2 separate regions of the Mus musculus genome follow, and region 2 is linked to region 1. A link is a contact called in public promoter capture Hi-C data. All regions are on one chromosome and are shown on one strand. Each heading gives the region's core, a stretch centred on a gene start, on an enhancer-like site or on the middle of the called end of the contact. The rest is flanking DNA. Distances are from core to core; before and after follow the strand shown. Region 1 has its middle 3.0 kb from the start of Gm29851. Region 2 holds the start of F930015N05Rik (RIKEN cDNA F930015N05 gene).

Region 1 (4,316 bases), core at 1,261-3,760:
AACCTGCTCTCCTGTCTTTCAGCCACAAGTGCCACGTGCCTGGCATCAGCATTCTAGAAATAAAGGCATTTTGGTAGGTACCAGTTGAAGGCTGAATTACGGGCCTCCGAGGTGATGTTGAACTCCTAACCCCAAATATCTATGGATGTGACCCTATTTGGAAATAAGGCCTTTGCAGGTGATCAAGTTAAGATGAGTGAATCAGGACTTAGACACTCCATGGTCTAGCAAAGTGCCATATTGTTCTTTGGAAATAGATACAAAATTCTTTTCCTCCTTTCCTTTCCTTTCCTTTCCTTTCCTTTCCTTTCCTTTCCTTTCCTTTCCTTTCCTTTCCTTTCCTTTCCCCCTCCCTCCCTTCCTTCCTTCCTTCCTTCCTTCCTTGCTTCTTCCCTCCCTTCCTCCCTTCCTCCCTTCCTCCCTCCCTCCCTTCCTTTCCTTTTTTTTCATTACATTTTAGAAAGGGTCTCATGTGGTCTTCTGTAGCTTAGGCTGCTGCCCTGGATCTTGTAATACACCCTCCTGCCCCTGCCTTCCAAGTGCTATAATCACAGGGTGTGCACACCACCCCCCAACCTCCACCAAAATCTGGCCTTTAATACACACAATTTTATTGTGTGTGCTTTATTTATTTAACTTACACTAAAGAGGAGTGGAACGCTTTGTATAGGGTTTGCCTTCTCAAGACCCTGAGTTTGATCTCCACGCAGGCAGTGGGCTATGAAGAATGAGCCACTTCAACTGACGTCTTCATAAAACACTAACATTTGGACTCAGAATAGAGAAGACAAGACTTCGAGGAACACTGGTGGTCTCTAGTGGCCCATTAGGGGCTGGGGACAGTAGCAAGAAACAAGTCTCCCTTCTGACCCTTAGAAGGAACCAGCCCTACTGTTATCTTGGTTTTGACCCTCTTTGGAACATTAACTTTCTCTTGCTCTAAGTGACCTGGTTTATGGTGTTTTGTTATGATGCCCTCCGAAACCACTTTGTTTTCAGGAAGGGAGAAAGGATTGATGTCTGCAGAGTGTGGTCTCCAGGGATTCTGGAACAAAATACCACAGGCTGGCTAGTTTACACAAGAGAAATTTATTTTATCACCCAAACAGAAAGTCCAAGGTCAAGGTGCAACAGAATGGTTCCAGGAAACCATTCTTGGCTTGCAGCTGGCTCTACACAGTCCCTTCTCAGCACACATGCATCCCCGATGTTTCTACCTCTTATTATGAGGCCATCAGTCATTGGACTAGGGCCCCAGCCCAGTGACTGCACGTGTTTAATGAACTTTGCTTCACATGCAGTTGCATCTGTGAAGTATGTCTGTATCAGGGTTCAGATTGTCTCTCTGACTGTAGTCTCACCCAAGCAGACATTTGCACATCTGGACTCCTGTAGACTTTAGGAAGTCTCTGATTTTGAAAACCACAAAGACCGACCACATCAGAAACCTCAGATATGTGCTCTCACGGCCACAGGCTGGACAGTGACTTCCTCTCTAGTCCTAGACTAGACTTCCCTAGATTTCCTCTCTAGTCCTCCCTGCCGGGAACCCTCTGATATAGCTAGATCATTACCTGGGTGGCAGCTGTGAATGGGGCATTCCACTGCGGATAATTGTAGGCTCAGTCTACAAAAGAGGTGCTGAAAACCAAACAGGAAAGGAAGAGTGATGCAGGCATTGGAAGGGCAAGGCCAGAACACGAAGAGCCTGAGTGAGCCCTTACCCAGCAAGAACTGCCTTTACCCAGCATGCATTTGGCTGCTGATGCTTGCATAGGGTGACCTGAGTGTGCTTATTTTTAGTAACATATTCCACAGTAAGCTAGGCTTCCCACAACTGAGGTTGATGTTCAAGGGGAGTAGGAGAATGGTGTTTGGAATGGCTGCCCCCAGGTGAACAAAATTAAATATTGGCTGCTAGGCCAGATTCGAAGGAAGCTGTACAAACAGAACACCCCTTTCCATCCCCCCCACCCCCGCCCACCCTATTCTCTGTTTCAGTTTGATTTGGGACTTTTAATAGGATAATGGAAACTAAAAGCCTTTTTCCCCTTTGGTAAGATCTAAACAGTAGCAACGATAATATATGAGGCCACTGTAGGAATGCCATGTTAAGAAAAGGGGAAATGATGTATTTTTAAAGAGCTCTTACTTGGTTCTAACTTAAAAGCAACTGTGTACATTTCTTCCAAGTAATGTTTCCTTAATTATTCATTTTCCTTGGCACTAGTTAAAGAGCCAAGTAATGGCTTCTGTCTCTTTATATTTAGTCTATTATTGTTTGAAAAAGGCCAGGGGAAGGCCAGAGCAGTGCAAAAAAAAAAAATGATATTTGCTCTCCTTTTTTTTTTTTTTTATTACCAACAGCCAACGTAAAGGGTAATATAATCACCAGCAGCTGAGAGACAATGACATTTTTATAGGCCTTCTGGCAGCGCTGGAGTGTGAAAAAGCCTGACAGGTATTTGGCTTTTCCTGTCTGTGCCTCTGACTGCTGCATTTCTCATCAGAGTGACTGTTGACTGAGCTGGCCTGAGGCGGCCCCACGGATCCCTCCCAATAGCACCCTAGGAACAGGAATAACAGCTGTCCATTCACATCTGCCTAGGCTCTAGATGGCACACCAGGGCAAACCATCTGTAGGACTCAGTTCACATGGCCCTCCTGGCCCTTCCTGTGGCCCGAGAAAGAGCTTACTTAGACCCTGGAAAACTCTGAGGGTTGAGAAAGGCTTTCTTGGATTCTCCAGAGCTCTGAGGGCTGGAGAGGGTTTTCACTGCCTGGGATATCTCTCACTATCATTTGGACCATTTATTCTCACTGTGGTCTTTCTGTGGGGCCACCAAGCACCGGTTGGGCAGGAACCAATGGTTGTTCTGCCTTTTTGAGGGAAGACACTGCTTTCTTTGAGGCCTCAGTCTGGGTCTGAGCGTTGCCTGTGGGATCTTCTAAGAGGATCAACTGGAGACCTGGGTGGACAGCCCTGGAACTTAGAACTCAGCTGGCAATGGCGCCAGTTGTATGGAGGACAGCTGGGCCATTTGCTCGTCTTCATTTTACTCCTTTCAAATGTGCAAAGTACGGATGGCCCTGACTTACAGTGGTTGGATTTTCTATTTTCCTACCTTACAGTGGTGCAGAAGGAAAATGAAGTTGTTAGAAACCCATATCCGTAACAGGCCTGGCAGAAATGAAGATACTTCAAAGAAACCCTTGTATCTTTCAATCTGGCCATCAGGCTACTAAACAGCAGACTCCAAAGAGATGAACATTTCCCCAGGAGTCTCCTCATGCTGGGAGAAGGCAAAGGTATCACCCACAGGAGGCACTTGTCTTCCAGAAAGTGACTGCACATAGATAACACCATCAGACCACCTTGGAGGGTGAGACTGGAGTCCAGACAATGCCGGGCTGGTCGGTGGTGTTCAGGACCACACCTGGACCTTAGATGTGCATATCCTTGGCTCTCTTCAAGCTTTATTTTTACTTCCAGGCCCTGCAGACTAAGATGGACTTGGAGGGTATCTTTGTCCCTCTTCCCAAAGTGATCACATTGAGTAAACCTCTGTGTTCTGCTTCCCACCTTTAATTTGGCTTTTTATTGGCTCTACTTATTGAGGATGGTTGGCTGAACGTGACTTGAGGCATGGGCTGTGACCCCCATGTTGGATTTTGAAGATGGATGTTTTTCCTGGGCTGGCACTGGGTAGAAGGATGTCCTCTTACAATGCTGGGTTGCAGTAGGAAGCCACAGCTTCCATGTAAGCACTTGTTCATGGAGGAAGAATATGAGACCCTACAGTTACCAGTTTCTGAATCAGGATGTGAAAGGCATTAAGGGTTTCTCATTCATCATAGATTAAGGATTCTCCATGTAATGATGTTTCTGATTGCTTTTGGGAAATTCTAGCATTTTCTTTTTACTGCTTCCCAAAGAGAAATACAGTCAAGTCTTATATTTTTGTCAAACCCTGCCTTGCTTTGTGTTTGGGACTGTAAACTATGAAAGACTGAAAGGGGATGGATGAAGCCCAGGATGTAGGTACACTACTGATGAGCAAATGCTAGAGAAGGGGCTTTCATGAGCATGCTCTGTACACTGTGTGCATGTTGGGGTGCGTGTTCCATTTTGTTCTTTTGCTTCCTTACTCACTAACTGGGTCCTCTGGGGTCTGAAAGTTGGGGCTGTTGGGTGAAAGGAATCCCTTCCTGAGTCCGAGTGAATCCTGAGAATGCTGGCCTCATGGTTAGAATTTAGGAACGACCTTGCTCCTGAAGCTTTTTCTGAATTAATGAAGCTTTTGCTTCTTGGAACC
Region 2 (4,316 bases), core at 600-3,099, 1.2 Mb after region 1:
GGGATGGGTGGGCTGGAGAAGGGTAGGAATACAGAAGCTGGGACCAGAGGGAATCAGGAAGTGGGGATCTGGGGGTGTTAAGGCTGCTAAGGACTAAGCTGAGCTGGAGAGGTCTGAGAACCCCCAATCCGGCAAGGGGTGGACTGGCTGGGCGTTAGACTCAGGCAATCATACAGGCGCTGTCAATCTGACAGCGCCCAGAGACCTAGGGGTGGAGGAGGAGGAAGGAGGAAAGGAGAGAGGGAGTGCGAGGAAGGGGCGTCTCCTCTGTCGTCCGCGCCCTCTCCAGTGTATTGGGCGGTGCCTCGTCACCTTTTTTTTTTTTTTTTGTCCCGGTCCCACCCCTTCTGCCTCTCTAGCCCGGCCCCTGCGCCTCTGCTCTGCACCCTAGAGCGGATCCCCGCGTTGGTCTGGCCTGGGCCGTTGACGTCACCACCAAGTTTGCTGTCCTTCGCGTCCCACGTGTGGCGGTAGCGGCTGAGGAGGCTGCGGGGAGAGCCCAAGAGCACAGTGGCAGCGGTGGCTGACAGGTCCCGCACAGCGGGGCCCCTCCAAGCTGTTCCCAGCTGGGGCCCCAGAGGAGTGGGTAGACTTCCGGAGCGCTCAAGAGGCCAGAAGGCTTGAGTCCCATTCGGATAGAGGGACTAGGGGGACTTTGCTTGCTCGGTTGCTGAGACGAGCTGAGCCAGGACTCAGGGCACGCTCCTGGGCGGGCCAGGAGAGCAGAAGCTGGAAAAAGGGTCACTCGTTCTAACCGGAGCGTACACAATTCTTCGGCCCGAGAGTCCTGCGCCCGCTCCACGGGGGACTGAGCCAAGGATGTGTTATCGCTGAGCCAAGTTCCGCACCGCTCAGGACCCTGCTGAGCCGAGCACCTTCGCCACTGCCGCCGCAGAGACTCCCTTGCCGGGCGACTCTCGGAGACCCAGGGCGCGGAGCTCTGCGCAGCTAGGCTCAGGACTCGGGCGCGTTTCAGACCCAAGACCATGGTTTCTTAAGCACGGCCCCGCACCCCTTTCCTCCTCGTCGCCCGAAGCCCAGGACCCCAAGAAGGGCTCGCAGTGCTTGGTCCCTAGTTCCAGCCCCTGCTGCCGCCCAGCGGGGCAGCTCTCAGGCACGCAGGGCGGCTCAGGCGATGCGGCCGCGGGGCAGCACGCTGGCTGGCAGCGGGGATGGCGGAGCTCCCAGCACAGTCGTGGCCTAGCATGGCCCGCTCGCCGTCCGAGGTCGCCTCTGGCTAGGATGGCCCCCTCGGGTCCCACCGGCGCCCAGCCCAGCCCGGCGGAGCCACTGTCGCGCAGCATCTTCAGGAAGTTCTTGCTGATGCTCTGCTCGCTACTCACTTCCCTCTACGTCTTCTACTGCCTGGCGGAGCGCTGCCCACCCGGCTCGGGCCCCGTCGCGGGGGTCCCGGGGCGCGGCGTCCCTGCAGGACCCAGGGAACTGGCGATGTGGCCCGCGGGAGCGCCAAGGAAGCGCCTCCTGCAGCTGAGGCAACGGAGGAGGCGCGGGCGGTCGGGGCCAGGAGACAGCAGCGACCAGGAGGAGCAGAGCCCTGGGCTGGCCGCCGCACCAGGAGGCTCCGGGGCGGGAAGCAGCGTGGCCGAGGCCCAGCCGGGGACCCTGGCCTTACTTCTGGACGAGGGCAGCAAGCAGCTGCCGCAGGCCATCATCATCGGCGTGAAGAAGGGCGGCACGCGGGCGCTGCTGGAGTTCCTGCGCGTGCACCCCGACGTGCGTGCCGTGGGTGCTGAGCCCCACTTTTTTGACCGCAGCTACCACAAGGGCCTCGCCTGGTACCGGTGAGCGCGGGGACCCCCATGGGTACTTCTGAGCGCTGGCTGTGCAGAGGGGGAGACTAGGAAGGGATGGCAAAGGGGGAGCAGTAGCTGTTCCCATCTTGGGCTCCCGTTCTTCTCCCTTGGGGAGGGGCAGATGGAGAGAGGAATGGAGATCTTGATTTTAATTGTCAGGGCTCCCCAGTTCCCCAAACATCTTATTCCTTGAAATCGCCCTAGTAATTAGATAAAGGAAAAGAAAAGGAAAGAGGAGAGTTTCCTTTTAAGTTAGAAAACTGTTCCTCATTACTGGGCTTACCAAGGGAAGCCTATGTCTATTCCTTTATCTTTGGGGTAATTCCCTGTGGTTAACATGGGTCTTTGCTCCGGTATTTATTTGCCTTGACCCTTTGCCAGATAGTTGTCCAAGGTGGTAAGTCATATAGAAACTTAGTAAAAGTGTCAAGAGTCCCTGTAGTTTGGATAATCTATGCCTCATCACGTGCCAGCAACGACTAACTGGGTTTTAAAGAACACTTTGTTGGTAATACTATCAGCCTGACAGAAATTTTTCTAAAGATCTCCTAACTATTATCTTTACAAATAAGATAGTTAATTTTAAAGGGGGGGGGGAAATCATGGGAAAATGCGCTGGATACAATTTAGGAAGTAAATGTTATTTACAGGATAAGCTGATTTGCCAGTGTCAAATTCAGATCACCTATAATATCAGAGTTAGCCAAACTCTAATAAATTCTAGCGTGGCCTGGATTTGGTTTGTGGTAAAAAATACTGATTTATTTTCCCCTCTCCTCCAAGTTCAAGGACAAAATTCATATGGTTAGAATTTTCTCATTTTTATAAAGTTCAGCCTGTTCATAAAATATTCATTCTCATTATAACTGAAACAATATTAGAAAAGTTATGACACAGTTGAGGTACACGTGGAAGGAACCATTCATAAAATACAGACAGACATGATGTGACGAGTTTATTCACTTGTAGAGTCAAGAACATGTTCAGATTGATTTCGGGAGCTGAATTTATAGTTTAGTCCTAAAAAAATAATAATCAAATTCAAACATTAAACACTTCTAAAAACAGTAACTTCCCAGTCATTGGAAAGAAAAACAATCAGCTTTCCCCTGATATAGCATATATATCATTTAAAATCATCAGCCACTTAAATATACTCCCTCCCCCATGCTTCTGTCATTTATGCCCTATCCTCTGGGAAGTTCTTATGCAGTGACCTGTTGAGTCTGGACAACAGGTCCTTCTTCTGGACACAAAGGCTGTTCTGTGCTATTCCCCAAGGACACAAGAATGAAGTGATTAAAGACCCCTAAAACTCTTATCTAGAGCCGCTCGCATTGAATGTGGCCTCATACAGTGCAGGGAGAGACCCATTTCAAGCCATCAGTCTGAGACATACAGGCCGGCCCTGGGCTCTGAGGTACAATTAAATATAGTGAAACATTTAGTACTAATCCCCTTCATTTTTGCTTTGCCCTACTAAACTTTATTTTCACAAGATGGGATTGCTTCTTCTTACTCCAGTAACGTCTGTTTGAGGGCATGGTATATCTACAGACCTGGATCTGATTTTCTGTGGAACTTTCTGAAATCATGTAAAAGCAAGAAGGTTTTGAGGTAACTCGAAACACAACTACTTTAAAAAAAAAAGTATGGAAAAAAAAAAAAGAAAAAGAAAAAGTCATAAACTTTAAGGCCGCCCTGTCCTTTACTATGAAGAAAATCTCCTTGGATTGTTTATCCAGTAGAGGAGTTTTATAAAGCAATTTATGGTGGTTACAAAAATAACTGCACAGTAGGCTTCATGGTTTGGTGAATTTAATTTTCCAAGTGTCGGAACAATGTCTTTGTTTTAACATTCACAGTGGAGTGGGTTTTTTTTTTTTTTATTGAATGCATAAATTTAAGCTCACTGAATTATATGAGAAACTCTTATTTAAGAGGACCCAACCTGTGGAGCCTGGATTATGGGATTATTTAATGAAAATTTCCCCACGGGTTCTTTTCATCTTGACTCTGAACTTGGAGTTTGATGTTTGTGAGAAGGACTGAAGACTGAAGTCTCTATGTGAGAAAACCCCACACAGGCTGTCTTGAAGCTGCTGTTCATTTTGGCTACTTATATTTACCTAATATTCAGAAGAAGGGTCTGGTTAGACTGTTGTAAGTTGTCCCAAATTTGCAATATAGAATTTCTATGCATACTTAAGACCACACACACACACACACACACACACACACACACACACACACACGCAGGGGCAGGGGCAGGGGCAGGGGCAGGAAAAAACAACAACAAAACCAAACTTTTTATTTGCACCCTGAAGAAAGTTAGAGAAGAGAAAAATATAGGTGATACTTTTGATGCTTAGTGATATGGGGAGTCAAAACATGTCTAGTCTGTCTGTCTGTCTGTCTGTCTGTCTGTCTCTCTCCTTCTTTGTCACTATTTGTCCTAACAGTTTGCGGTGGGAGTGCCCCCTACTGTCCTCACAAAAGGAG

Evidence for each region. Promoter capture Hi-C pulls out the DNA fragments that hold promoters and counts their contacts.
Region 2: a contact with region 1 is called in a promoter capture Hi-C map of frontonasal cranial neural crest, with 10 times the contacts expected there. The contact joins the promoter of F930015N05Rik here to the enhancer-like site in region 1. A contact is called at or near these places in 7 of 39 promoter capture datasets (the 3T3-L1 cell line, 3T3-L1-derived adipocytes, cranial neural crest and 3 more), 6 of 484 Hi-C or Micro-C datasets (CD4 T cells, CD8 T cells, LSK cells and 3 more), 5 of 115 datasets of contacts at active chromatin or transcription factors (craniofacial prominence, embryonic limb bud, embryonic midbrain and 2 more) and 3 of 9 other capture datasets (adipose tissue, embryonic stem cells and liver).

What each region holds. Positions count from the first base shown.
Region 1 is chr11:63,250,886-63,255,201 of GRCm38.p6, forward strand. No RefSeq gene overlaps it. Among named protein-coding and RNA genes, the nearest start is that of Gm29851, 3.0 kb to the left of the region's middle. Within about 2 kb of position 2,511, at least 24 of the 459 cell types and tissues checked have an H3K27ac peak or open chromatin away from gene starts, as enhancers often do. A contact at or near this core is called in embryonic limb bud, where this site is marked.
Region 2 is chr11:64,434,825-64,439,140 of GRCm38.p6, forward strand. It overlaps F930015N05Rik (RIKEN cDNA F930015N05 gene), which reads right to left and starts at 1,850. Exons shown (of 1, transcript NR_028445.1): 1 at 1-1,850. It overlaps Hs3st3a1 (heparan sulfate (glucosamine) 3-O-sulfotransferase 3A1), which reads left to right and starts at 508. Exons shown (of 2, transcript NM_178870.5): 1 at 508-1,802. The coding sequence starts at 1,243.